Regions from separate parts of the Mus musculus genome. Here region 2 is linked to region 1. Evidence: chromatin contacts called from public HiChIP or PLAC-seq data. All regions are on one chromosome and are shown on one strand. The core of a region is the stretch at or near the end of the contact, and the rest is flanking DNA. Distances in the headings are between cores, read along the strand shown. Region 1 holds the start of Art4 (ADP-ribosyltransferase 4). Region 2 overlaps Ptpro (protein tyrosine phosphatase, receptor type, O).

Region 1 (6,354 bases), core at 2,855-5,354:
ATTCATTCATTCATTCATTCATTCATTCATTCAACAAACACTTCTCCAGCTGTTGTAGGGCTCAGGTACAGCCTAAGATGCTTTCTTGATAGGGCAGAGAGTGGATTGATTCACAGTCACCGCGGTAGCTGACAGCTTCACTCACTTCTCTGAGGATGTTGACGGTAAATGATAACTGAGAGTTACAAAGTACAGGCAGCTTAAAAATGATTTGACTGTCGAATACGGGGCCTCTACCAAACTCCTCTCCTGGCAACAGCACGGATTTCTAGCAGTAAGATGCCTCGTCGATAAAACCGACACACGGGTGAGAGTTCAAGATCTCAACAGGAGCTGCTGAGAATCGAGTAGGGCTATACAAGCATCTCCCACCCCTAAACTCTAGGCAAGACCCTCCCAGTGACTAAACTACTTAATGTAAGGCCTGAAAAAAAATCACACTGAAAAACACTTTCCTTTTCCTCCTGCAACACACAACACAGGGAATCACATTAAATGTTATCAAAGTTCCTGCTGCCCTCTACTGGTCTAAGTCTAGAAGTGGCATTCACAGTAAGAATGTTAGCGAACGCTGCCCAAACAATAATTACAAACTGACACCACTCATTTCGAGCTTGGGGAGACAGTGGAGTATGAAGGACAGGAGAGTAAGTAACTCGTTCAATTTCCCAAAACCTCACCTCAGTAGCCACATCTAGGGAGTGAAAGTTAAGGTGACTCTTTCGGGACTGGAGAGGTGGCACAGATGTTAACAGCACTTACTGCTCTTGCAGAGAACCTGAGTTCAATTCCCACACAGAGAGGTTCACACCTACCTATCAAACCTGAGGGTGTGGGTTCACAGCCACCTATCAAACCTGAAGATGCGATGCCCTCCTCTGACCTCCACAGGCACCAGGCACACATGTGGCAAACAGATACATGAAAGCAAAACATTCATCCAATAAAAATGAAGATAAAAGGTTCTAAATGTCTCTACTCCTGACTCTCTTGCAGGCTGAGAAAACAAGCATAAAGCCAAACAGAAGAGGTGCCCAGCAGAGTCTCTCACGAAAGCAGGAGTCTGACCTCGCTAACCTTCCTGAGTCTGTGAGGCCCAGCAAGATGTCTCACCTTAAAGCTAGCTTAGCCAGTGTGTGAATGAGTGAGGAGCACGGTGGTAACGCTCAGATTCTAACTCCAGTTCTTGCCATGCCTCCAATACCCAGGAGCAGCTGGTAATGGGGAATCTAAGAATTTCAAACATCTTAAGAGGCCATTTCAAACATCGCTGGTGGCTGCCATTAAACCTAAATATACACATTCATATCTCAGCGGTCAGTTCTCTCGATTATGTCTTCAAGCATACAGAAAACACACTCAGGCTCGTGCTGCAAGCATGTCCGAGAGTTAGCAACGATAGTCCAAAACGGAACATTAAAGGGAAGGCACTCAGTGGTCCCTTAGCAGGAGCACCTAATGAAAGACTATTATACAACCGCAAAACCTAAGTCCTGCATGTCGGCCTCAAGGGCATTACGCTGAGTGGGGAAAGGTTAAAAAACATCAACACCCTGTGTGCTTTGTTTATCCAATATCCTTCAAGTGACAAATCTGCAGGGGCAATGGGAAAACAGTTATTTCTAGAGATTAGGGGTGGCAGGGAGGAGAGAGAAGCCATGACTCCTAGAGGTCACAAGGTCACGATTAGGTTTATGTAGTGATATGTAGTTTTCCATTTTTCTTATATTTTATTTATTTGTCTATTTATTTGTGTGTGAGAGAGAGGGTGTTCTGCCTGCTTGCAAGTCTACGCAGCACATGTGTACCTTTTGTCTGTGGAGACTGGATGAGGATATAAGACCCCCTGTAGCTGGAGTTACAGTTCACTGTGAGCTGCCGTGTGGGTGCTGGGAGTCAAACCCAGCTCCTCTGTGAGGGTGGCAAACCGTCTTACCCACTGAGCCATCTCTCCAGCCCCTGGATTTACATCTTTATAGTGGCCGAGTGCGTCTCCTAAAGGCTCTGCAAGTGATGAAAGGCGACAGACGTGCACACGTTCCATTCCACCAGAATCTGTCTCCTGGCTGTCATACTGTGTCATGGTTCATGAGACACAGCTACAGGAAAGAACTGTGTGTGGCAGAGCACACAGGCTTCACTGTGCCGGGTCAAATCCATGGCCAGTTCAAATTGCTGTTAGGTTAAAGGTAAGTTTAAGACTTACAGAGCCGCTGGCTGTGGCGACAAACACCTTTAATCAGAGCACTCAGGGAGCAGGGGCAGCATATCTCTGTAACACTGAGGCCAGTCTACACAAACTGTTCCAGGCTAGCCAAGGCTACAGAGTTAGACTCGGTCACAAAGAAGGGGGGAGGGAGGAAGAAGAAAAGAAGGGAAGAAAGAGAAAAATGAACCACAGAGTAAAATCTTATTTAAAAGCCATTTTTAAAGTCCATTAAGAAACTGGCTGAGTTTCACCTCCTCGCGGTACATTCTCTATGCTTGCCCTTGCCTAATCCTCGCTAGTTCCGATGTCTCCACCTATGCACCTATTCTGATCCTGAGCAGCTAGTCAATTTTGTCAAGTATTAGGTATTAGTGGGAAACAGTAAACATGGCTTTATCTTAAGTTTGGAGCTCTTGAGCACATCTGTAATCCCAGCACTCCTGAGACAGGGACAGAGAATCAAGAATTCAAGGCAAGTTCGAGCTACACACACACACACACACACACACACACACACACACACACACACACACATTAATAGTAAATGTTACAGTGCTGGCTGCTGATGCAGCTGCATTGGTCGAGTGCTTGTCTAGCATAAAGGCCTGGCAGTCTGACCCCCCAGTACCATAGAAACAGGTTATGATGGCTTACCCCTGCTATTCCAGTACCCAGGAGATAGAGACAGAGGATCAAAGATTGAGTGTCAGCCTCAGTTCCATATTGAGTTCAAAACCAGCCTCGGATATATGAGACACTATCTTGAAAAAAACCCTTGAAAAATTAATCATTAGGGCTGGAAAGACGGCTCTGCTGGGAAGGCACTGGCCATGCAGCTCACAGGAACTCATCAGGCAGAGCAACAACAGAACAAACGCAGCACGCGCCTGCAGTCCTAGTATGGGGACGCAGACACGGGGCTTCTCAATCCACTACCAAATCTGTGAGCTCCAGGTTCACTGAAAGCCCGGATCAAAAACTAAGGTGGAGAGTGAGGGGTAGGAAGACACTCAAGTTGAACACACACACAAGCACACACACACACACACACACTTGTGAGAAACAAACAAATAAATAAATAAAACATTAATGGGAAACAAACAGTATACAAAGTCTTGTGATTTCACTTCTGCTCTGTGTGTGTGTGTGTGTGTGTGTGTGTGTGTGTGTGTGTGTGTTGTGGGTATAAAGCCAAAATGTAAATCAAAATAGTGGCTTTCTCCAAGCAATCATTTTGAATAATTAGCGTTCCTTCTTTTATGCTTCTATGACTTGGGAAACTTCAGACAGACCAATATTTAACGTGGTAAAAAGAAAGCAGGACCACAATTCCCAAGAACGGAATTTGGTTCTTGTCACAGTTAGATAAGAGGCAGGGAACATAAACAACGTCTGCGAGCCAGCAGACTCTGAAAGGTCGGGAGTAGTGGAAGGACAGCCAGACTTGAGCAGGAAATGTGGTTAACAGTGGAAAGTCGGACTTAACTCCTGCCTGCGGGCCTCATTGCAGATTACAATAGATAGAAAACCTGAAGCTCTCAAAAGAAATAAACATTCAAAGCTGTGACTCCAACAGCCCCCGTCTCTGAACGGGGATGTTTCAAACACACCGTGGAGAGGCAGCAAAGAACACACAACATTAAAAGCCTGTGCTGCTGGAGGGCAATCATTCCAGGGCAGGGCTATCAGCACTGCCAGATGAGCCTGACACAGGTCCACCTTAAGATCGCATCTCCCCAGCTGCGCTTCATGTGCCACTGCAGTGGCTCACAGGGAAAGCCTGGGGCTGCAGATAATGGGACTTGGCCCGAGTACTCCTGGAGCATGCCTTTTCTTGTCGATCTGGGAAAGGCAAGGCTGAACTGCACAGCCTGACCCTGAACAGACCCTTGGCATTCCCCTGCATGCCGACTAGACAGAGAGACGGTTTTTGCCTTCTTTACACTGAAAACCATTCTGTGCCGCGCACATCTGGCCCTTTCGCGGAGACTTCAACACTGCAAAGGCGCTAGACTTCTACCTTGGAGGAAACTGTCGGTTGTTGAGGTTGTTGATATTCAACAGAAGTCACAGTTGCGGCAGGAGCAGAACCTCAGACACAGCCGGAAAAGAAAATGCCAAAGGAGGACTCTAGAGCGTATTCTGGGACGAGGCTTTCAGAATAAAGAAGTGTTGCTGACACAAACCACCAAGCTGCCCACTGACCAGTAGATCTAAGAGAACGTGTCTACCAAGTGCTACAGACAGGAGGATGGCGCTGTGGCTTCCAGGAGGGCAGCTCACCCTGCTGCTACTGCTCTGGGTCCAGCAGACACCCGCGGGGAGCACTGAGGTAGGGGCTATCGAAAAGTTGGTCTCTCATGATCAACGATGCACCAACAGGCTATTCACCTGGGGGCCACCTAATTGCTAAGAACTTAGCCACTGGCAATCTAAGAATAAACAATGTTAGTAAAGAGTGACAGGGAAAATTGCTATAAAAATTAAAAATTTTTAAGTCATAAATCTGGCATAATTGATGTGAGTGCCATTGAGTTATTTTCCCGATTCTTTTAAGTATTAAAGCAATGATTCCACCGGGGCAATAATGTAGACTAACCTGTTTAACTCAAAACCGCTTTATACAGATAGCACACATTTGGAGTATCCTAATTTTAAATATCTATAAACTAAAAATAAGCTAATGATAATGGGTGACACAGGAAACATTTGAGATCTGGAGACATGTTAAAAATGTGTCAGAGTTCATTTTGATATTTGACAGAATGTGATTCTTGGCTTGGATTAATGGAAGCTTGTTTTAAAATCTGGTGCACTGGTTCACATCATCCAATCAGTCTGTAAAATTGACTCTAGATTGTATGTAACTAGACAGCATGACATCATAAATCACACGGTTAAAATACCAAACCGTGTGTTCTCTAGCTCCGCCCCCAACAACGCTGGCCTTGGGCAGAATCTTGCCTTTTGGTGAGTGCTGCTCATGAGAAAAGCATCGTTGTTTTGCCCAGAAATGGTTGAGTGTAGGTGATGCTGATACAGTTCTCACTAACGAGCTGACCGAAGCCAGGGAGCCTCCTTTCGGCACCCTCTAGACAACATTCAACTGTTTCCCCACCTCCAAGAGGGGTGTACTTTCCAGCCCCTCGCTCACCAAGAGGAGGTGCTCCCAGGCACGGCCCCACTGCTCCCCTGAAACGCTGTTTCTCGAGCTTTGGAAGCGCAGCTGCATGCACGGGTTCTGCCCTGCTCTCCACCCTGGAGCCTGGCTAGTCTTATGTCTGTGGCATAAGTGCTTCTCCCCCAAGACAAGCTGTTACCTGAGAGGTCTCAGTCCTGCACTGCCAGTAGCTGGAGAGACAAGTCTGACAGGCTCTGGAATTTACTCTTAGTCCAACTTTCCACCAGATCCAGAGGTGTGTGTGCACCCGGGGGCTAATTGAGGAAGAAGGTGACACTTCAGCTTCCTTGTTTGCTTTAGGTTTTTTCCCCTCCTTTTTGTCCTAGAATCTAAGTCAGCAAGAAGGTTTTTATTTACAGAAGTCTCTCTTGGAAAACCTAACGCTAGATGTACGATAGGGTGGCTGGAAAGATGGCTTGGTGGTTAACGGGGCTTGATGCACAAGGGTGAGGACCTGAGTTCGGGTCCCCAGAATGCACATAAAACCCAGGAGTGGAGGAATGCACATCTGGAAGCCTAGCTTGGGCAGTGAGAAAAAGTTGCAGAGACGGGCCGATCCCTGTTGCTCCAGAGATCACTAGCCAACCACTCAGCTAAACTGCAAAGCTCTTGGCTTAGGGCATGACCTTGTCTCAAAAAATAAAGTGGAGAGTAATGGAGCAAGACCTATGTCATTGACCTCTGGCTTCTCTGTGCATGCACACACATAGCAAAATGTACAGTTAAAATTATATGTATGAATATAAGCTTGCTTTAGTTTTAGTTTGGTTAGGCTGAGACAGAGCCCCCCATTGCAATGCAGGCCAGCCTTGAACTCACAAGCCTTCTCAGACTCACAGCACCTCTTGTATTTCGGCCTTCTAAGGACGATAAGCATAAGCCACCCCCCCCCCCAGCTCTGAGCATGCTTTATGACATGCATGAGAGAATAGGAGGAGGAAGAAACTGAAGAAGTGGAAAGTAG
Region 2 (6,354 bases), core at 2,095-4,594, 550 kb before region 1:
GTTTCGACAGAAGACAAAACATTTTCATATAAATTATTTTCAACTTTGCCAACAAAGTATTTCCATATGAAGTGGAAACTTCAGGGTTCTTTGGAAAGTTGGTTGGATGGTGTTTTGCTGGGGCAAACATGTGAAGGAATGGTTAGCTGAAGTGGTTACAAGTGAAATACTGAGGCAGATTTGTGAAGGAGATTTGAGCTGAAGCAGACACAGCTAAAAGGAAGTTCTGCTAAGGCAAACACGTGATGAAAGATGCTTTGCTAACAACGTGCATGTATTGGACCGCCTTGCATTGTATAGTTGAGCTGCATTTGCTAGGACTCCATAGAGAGAAGTGCACCAAGAAACATCTGGTGGCATGCTGAAGTTTCTGGCTGCTTCCTCGGAGTCGGGATGATTGGCAGGGCAGAGTGATGTCAGCTGACACAGATGCCTGTGCTGCGGCAAGATCCGTGGAGGACACGTGATGTGTGGAGACTATAACTAGGACTCTAGGGATAGCTATGAAGGCTGAGCTAGGCTTGCTTATAGAGCTAGCTGTGCAATGCTTGTAGGTCCTTGTGTCTTAGATGATCTTCACTTCCCTGAGAGAGGCACAGCTAAGAACTTCTTCTGGCATTCCTCCTGATAGCCCCTGCTTGACTTGAGCTGAGGCTGAGGCCTGGCTGTCTCTGCTAGGTAGTGTCACTGTTATTGCTAACCCGACTCTCCTGAACTGGACTGCTGGTGTATCCGTGAAATGTTTGCAAGTGAATCGAGCTGCCATTGCTGATGTGTGAACTGAACTGCTGATTTCCAGACAACACGGACGAGAGTTGTTGCTCCAAAGAACAGGTCTATTTCCCCAGCATCCTTTCTTTCCCACTACCACTGGTGGGTGGTGGGATAAAAGGGAGGTTAGAGCATTTAAGAACCATCATTAAAAATAAGGATTGAAAACACTGAAGTTACACCCCATATAAGCCATGGAGGCCTCCCATAGAAGCAGGATAATGCGAGCAAAGTCTGTAGGAGAAAACGCCGCTCAAAGCAGGGGAGAGAGGGAGACAGCTGATATAGGAGGGAAAAATTACTCACGCTGAGTCGTGATAACCAGTGTGTCAGGACCAGTGTGTCAGGACCAGTGTGTCAGGATCAGTGTATCAGGATAAGTGTGTCAGGACCAGTGTGTCAGAATAAGTGTATCAGGATAAGTGTGTCAGGCAGGACCAGTGTGTCAGGATAAGTGTGTCAGGGTACATGTGCCATTATAAGTGGATCATAAAGTTTGGAAAAGAAAAGTTTAACAACAGGAATCTGTCAGATTTGGGTTTATTTTAGACTTTATCTCGTTGACCTAGGAAGACTCTTTTTCTGAATTTAAATGGGAATTTGAATATTTAAAAAAGAATACTGAAGAATATAAAAAGCAAACATTTAGCATCTTGCAAACGTATTAAATTTTAAATTAGAGGTTGAAGACATGGATTGGTGGTTAAGAGCACCGGTTGCTTTTCCGAGGACTCAGGTTTAACCCCAACACTCTCATGGAGGCTCACAACTGCCTGCAACTTTAGTATTGAAGGATCTGACACTTTCATCCTCTGCAGGCATCAGGCATGCATGTGGGGCTGACATGCATGTAGGCAAAACACAGATAAAACAAACAAACAAACAAACTTATTTACAATGTGGGCTGGGGAGAATATTCATTAACATACCAAATATGTTCTAAAAATTCCTGTCCAAGAACAAACTATGTCTTTCAGAATTTTTCACTCACATCAAAGTTTTCATAACTGAAACTAAGATTCTCAAGCTGATGTCCTAAGATCTAGTTCCCAAAACGGGAAGAGAAAGCCGCAGAGTGGGTGGGTGTGGTTCTTAACATGTCTGCTGTAAAATTCCTTAAGTCAGTAAAACATGAGAAGTAGACACATAGAAGGTGCAGGCCATGGGTAGAGAAACAAGAAAACCCCAAATTCACTGGTAAGAATAAGCACACAGTTAAATTCAGGATGCTCCAAGTATGTGTTAGTGGTGTGTAAATCACCTGTCTTGCATATGAAGATTAAAAGTCAAAACAGGCTGGAATACAGTTAGGTTGGTTAAGTGCTTGCCTAACGTGCCTGGGGCCCTGGCTTTGATCCTTTGCACCACATACATTTGGGGTATTACTCCTACAATCCTCCTACTTGAGATGTGTGGGAGATAGGGTCAGCTCAAAGACAGTCATGGCTGCATAGCAACTTCAAGACCAGCTTAGGCTACCTAAGATTCTGTCTCAAAACAAAACTATCCAAAAGTAAGTTATATTAAGGTAAGAATAGGTATAAGAATTTAGGGAGAGATATGGACTATAAAAATGATATAAATTGTCACAACAATCCACAGTGAGAGGGGAGTAGGGTAAACTCATGTATGTACATATAAGCATATATATTTATTTTATTGCATTATGTTGGTGATGGTATTGTTGAACTTGGGACCTTGTATATATATATGTTAAGCACGCGCCTACATCTCAGGCCTGCCTATGTATGTATGTATGTATGTATGATGTATGTATATATGTATGTATGTATATGTAAATGGTAAAAATAAAAAAACTTGTATGTGCTCACAACGTCTCAGGTAGTCAAAGCAATGTTGATAACAACAACAACAACAACAACAACAACAACAACAACAAAGTAAAGAAGCTGGAAGCATTGTGCTCTTTGATTTCAAAATATACTACAAAGCCATGGCAGCCAAAGCAACAGAGAAATGGTATAACTGTCAATAGCATAGCCAATGGATCCAAACAGAGGGCCCAGAATGTAAGCCCAACACTTAGAACCAGCGGACTCTTGGCAGATGCAGTTTCTTTTTTTCTTTTTGACTCAGAAAAGGAGCAGAGACCCACTATTGTCAGTGGAACTTGGGTTAAGTTGCTCTCTTTATCTTTTTCATGGAAGTCTTGGTGGCTATGTGGATTTGATCCCTTGCATCCCACTCATTTGGGGCTTCCCTCCTGCAGACTCCCTACTTGAGATGTGTAGGAGACAGGATCAGCTCGAGGACAGTCTTGGCTGCACAGTGAACCAGTTTCTGTCAGTCTCCTTCGTTATCGGATGACATAAATGTATAGCTTTAGAAAAATCAATGAGAAGGTGTAGGCCTCTGTCCCCAGCTCCAGGCTCGGTGTGTGTGAGGGTAATCACGCCACTGGGCTCCAGCTAGCTTACCGGGGAACCACATGTTGCTAAGTGCTGATTCTCTGGAAGGCAAGCTGGGAATTTCTCTTCTTTGCCATATGTGGTCTGGGTAAAGCAGAACTTCGCAAGGGTGGTTTACAAGGGTGGAGTTGGGTTTTCCCTTCCTTCATTGGCTGCTCTGTGCCACCCTCTCTTTCTTCTCTGTTCTTCTCTCTGTTCAGTCTCTGGGTGTTGGAATGTGGGCCACACCCAGGCCTTCTCATGTTAGTCTCTAATTGGTACTTGGTGCTCTAATTCAGACATCCCAGACCAGAAGTTCCCTGTGATCTCTGGACACAGATTGACCATCTCCTTGCTGGACACCTGCACTGTCGTTTTCTGTAGTTTTCTTTTTTTTTTTAAGTTAGAGGAACCATGGGCTCTTAACACCCCTCCCCATTAACCCATTGATCATAGATCCTGCTTGTTTGTGTCTCCCTGAGCGACACACCATAAAACAGAGTTGCTCATGAGCCAAGCTGAGGACTTACTCTTATTTCTCTTTCTTTCACTACCTACATTTGTCCAAAAAGAAAGTTCTGGAGCCTCAATCTACAAAATACCTCCCAAATCCTGTTCAAATCTCTCCATTTCCGTTAGAGCCACTGCCCTTAGAGTCGCCCTTACTTCTCATTGGATCTGACCGAATCACAGTGCTCTTCTCCTTTTTCAGATAACTAACCTTTCACAGAGAATCCCCTGCTTTCATTGTTGGCCCAACTACGTTTTCTTTTAAATCCTAACATTTGTGTGTGTGCATGTATGTGTGTGTATGTATGTGCACAAGTATGTATGTGTGTATGTGCATGTGTACATATGTGTGCATGTGTATATGTATATGTGCATGAATATATGTATGTGTGTATATATGTGTGTGCATGTGTATGTATATATGCATGTGTATATGTGTATATGTGTGTGTATGTGTATGTATGCATGTATACATGTGTGTGCTTGCTGTGCATGTGTATTCTATATAAGTATGTGCATACATGTGTGTATATGTGTATTTTTGTTGTGCATGTGTGTATGCATGTGTATTGTGTATAAGTATATACATACATGCATGTATGTGTGTGTTGTGCATATGTGTATGTATGTGTATTGTGTGTAAGTATATGCATACATGTATGTGTGTGTGTTTGTTGTGAATGTGTGTATGCATGTGTACTGTATGTGTGTATATGTGTTTTTGTGTATGCATGTGTGTGTGTATGTGTGCGTCTACCATGTGCCATGGCACTTGTGTGGTGGTCAACTTTTGGGAATTGGTTCTTTCTTTCCATCATGTGTGTCTCAAGGATGTAACTCAGGTCATCATGCTGGCAGCAAGCACCGAACTGTCTGCTTGGCTCCCTCATTGCATTCTAATGTGACACCAGAGTAAGCTCATCTCCAGTAGAAATCGTACATGCTTTTCTATTTCATAATATTAAACGGTTTTCAAGGAATTTGGCAAATTAATTTTTTAAAGGTTGTCATAAAGAATGATTTCTTTTTGCATGCAATTAAGGTACAACATCAAAAGTATCCAACACTTTATTTCTGCTTGTAACAGCAGCGTCTCAGTATGAATTTAGCTTTTGCCACTGAGCTAAGGATCTGAGGCCATCTTCACACTCGGTAGACGCAGAGGGAAATATGTATTGGATAGAATGAAGAAAATGTTGTTTTCTTCTGTTGGGATCCTCTTTTCTTTTAAAGAATAGTTTCTGCATTTCGTTATTTGTCGGGGGAGATGAGGAAACTATGATTCAACAGCCTGTATGTGGACGTCAGAGGAGAATTCTCAGGAGTCCGGTCTCTCCTTCCCTGATGTGAGTCCCAAGGATCAGATTCTGTGTCAGGCTGGCAGTGAGCACTTGTCTGCGGAGCCCTCTCCCTGGTCCATTGTTTGCAATTTCCTAAGCATTTCTCAAAATGCCCTGCTGAGAGCATTGTGACTGCAGAGAGCGTATGCTTCTGGAGATGGGCCTGTGTGATCCTCTGCACTCCCCGCTACAGGTACCAGCACAGGGAGTAACAAATGGTTTGAAACTCTCTTGGACAGGGTCAAGCACTTGTGAGGAGTTAGTACACGTCTGAACAGTGACAGTGGCTTCCAAAACACACACGCTGACATCTCTGCTGTGAGCCTTGGTATTGATGAGATGTGCCTAGCTTCTGTTTCATTTAGTTTGTGACAGGCTGGATTCAGAATCAGTCTGCAGCATGCATTGCTTATGAGTGGCTACACTTACACTAATGACGCCCTAGAAGCCGACCACACAGCTCACCCTTCCCCCGACTCCCTTTAGGTATCAAAAATGAAGTGTGCCCTTAACATATGGCAGATTTTTCCATGAGTGACCACTGAAATTGCACGTTCTTACTGGGCGCAGTGTTAGGCAAACTGTAAGGTGCATTCAGTTTGAAACGATCAAGTGGGCTTATTGACAGACCGTGTCATTATTTCTTTGTATTTAGAGCCTCAGGACTCCTTCCCTCCGATTCATAATCAAACACAATGGGTTACTTACTGGACCTATAGACAACTTCCTGTGCTATCTTCCTTGCTCTGTGACATCTGCCGTAGTTAAGGTAATTTTTCCTTTGTGTCTCACTAAACGCAAGCACTTGTAGGTTGCTTTCACTCTAACCCCAGCTTTATCAAGGTCGTCTGCTATGCTTGCTCAGTTATTCACAATAAACTAATTAATCTTCATGTTTATTCATTTTAAAGAAAAGATTCATTTTCTTTTGTTTGTGTGTGTGTATGTGTCAGAGAGTGTGTGTTCGTGCAAGTATGTGTGTGTGTGCAGATGTCCACAGTGGCCGGAAGAGGTGAGAGGTCCCTTGGAGCTGGAGTCATAGGTGTCTGCAAGCTGCCTGGTGTGGTGTACTGAGGTCTAAAACCCCCTGAAAGTGCCACAAGCACTCTTTACTCCTAAGCCATTTCTCCAGACCCCTTTTCCTACTACTGATTTTTTCTTACTTTTTAAATCCAAACGTTTCTGCTATGCATTGGCATCAATGCCATCAGAGAAAACAGCTGTGTCTGAATCCTCTTGCAGCGAATCCATATTATTATGTAATGAATTAATGTAAGCTGTCTTTCCCTGTTATAAATTATTTTCTGGGCTGGTGAGATGGCTCA

The links. HiChIP or PLAC-seq counts read pairs in DNA pulled down with a chosen protein or histone mark.
Region 2: a contact with region 1 is called in an H3K27ac HiChIP or PLAC-seq map of bone marrow-derived dendritic cells, with 7 times the contacts expected there. The contact joins the enhancer-like site here to the promoter of Art4 in region 1. A contact is called at or near these places in 3 of 39 promoter capture datasets (the 3T3-L1 cell line and hippocampal neurons), 4 of 484 Hi-C or Micro-C datasets (adipose-derived mesenchymal stem cells, cerebellum, cortical neurons and 1 more) and 1 of 115 datasets of contacts at active chromatin or transcription factors (bone marrow-derived dendritic cells).

The regions. Positions count from the first base shown.
Region 1 is chr6:136,855,350-136,861,703 of GRCm38.p6, reverse strand. It overlaps Art4 (ADP-ribosyltransferase 4), which reads left to right and starts at 4,104. Exons shown (of 3, transcript NM_026639.2): 1 at 4,104-4,541. The coding sequence starts at 4,461.
Region 2 is chr6:137,401,386-137,407,739 of GRCm38.p6, reverse strand. The region is part of intron 12 of Ptpro (protein tyrosine phosphatase, receptor type, O); the gene reads right to left. Among named protein-coding and RNA genes, the nearest start is that of Gm52924, 130 kb to the right of the region's middle. Within about 2 kb of position 3,344, at least 24 of the 459 cell types and tissues checked have an H3K27ac peak or open chromatin away from gene starts, as enhancers often do. A contact at or near this core is called in bone marrow-derived dendritic cells, where this site is marked.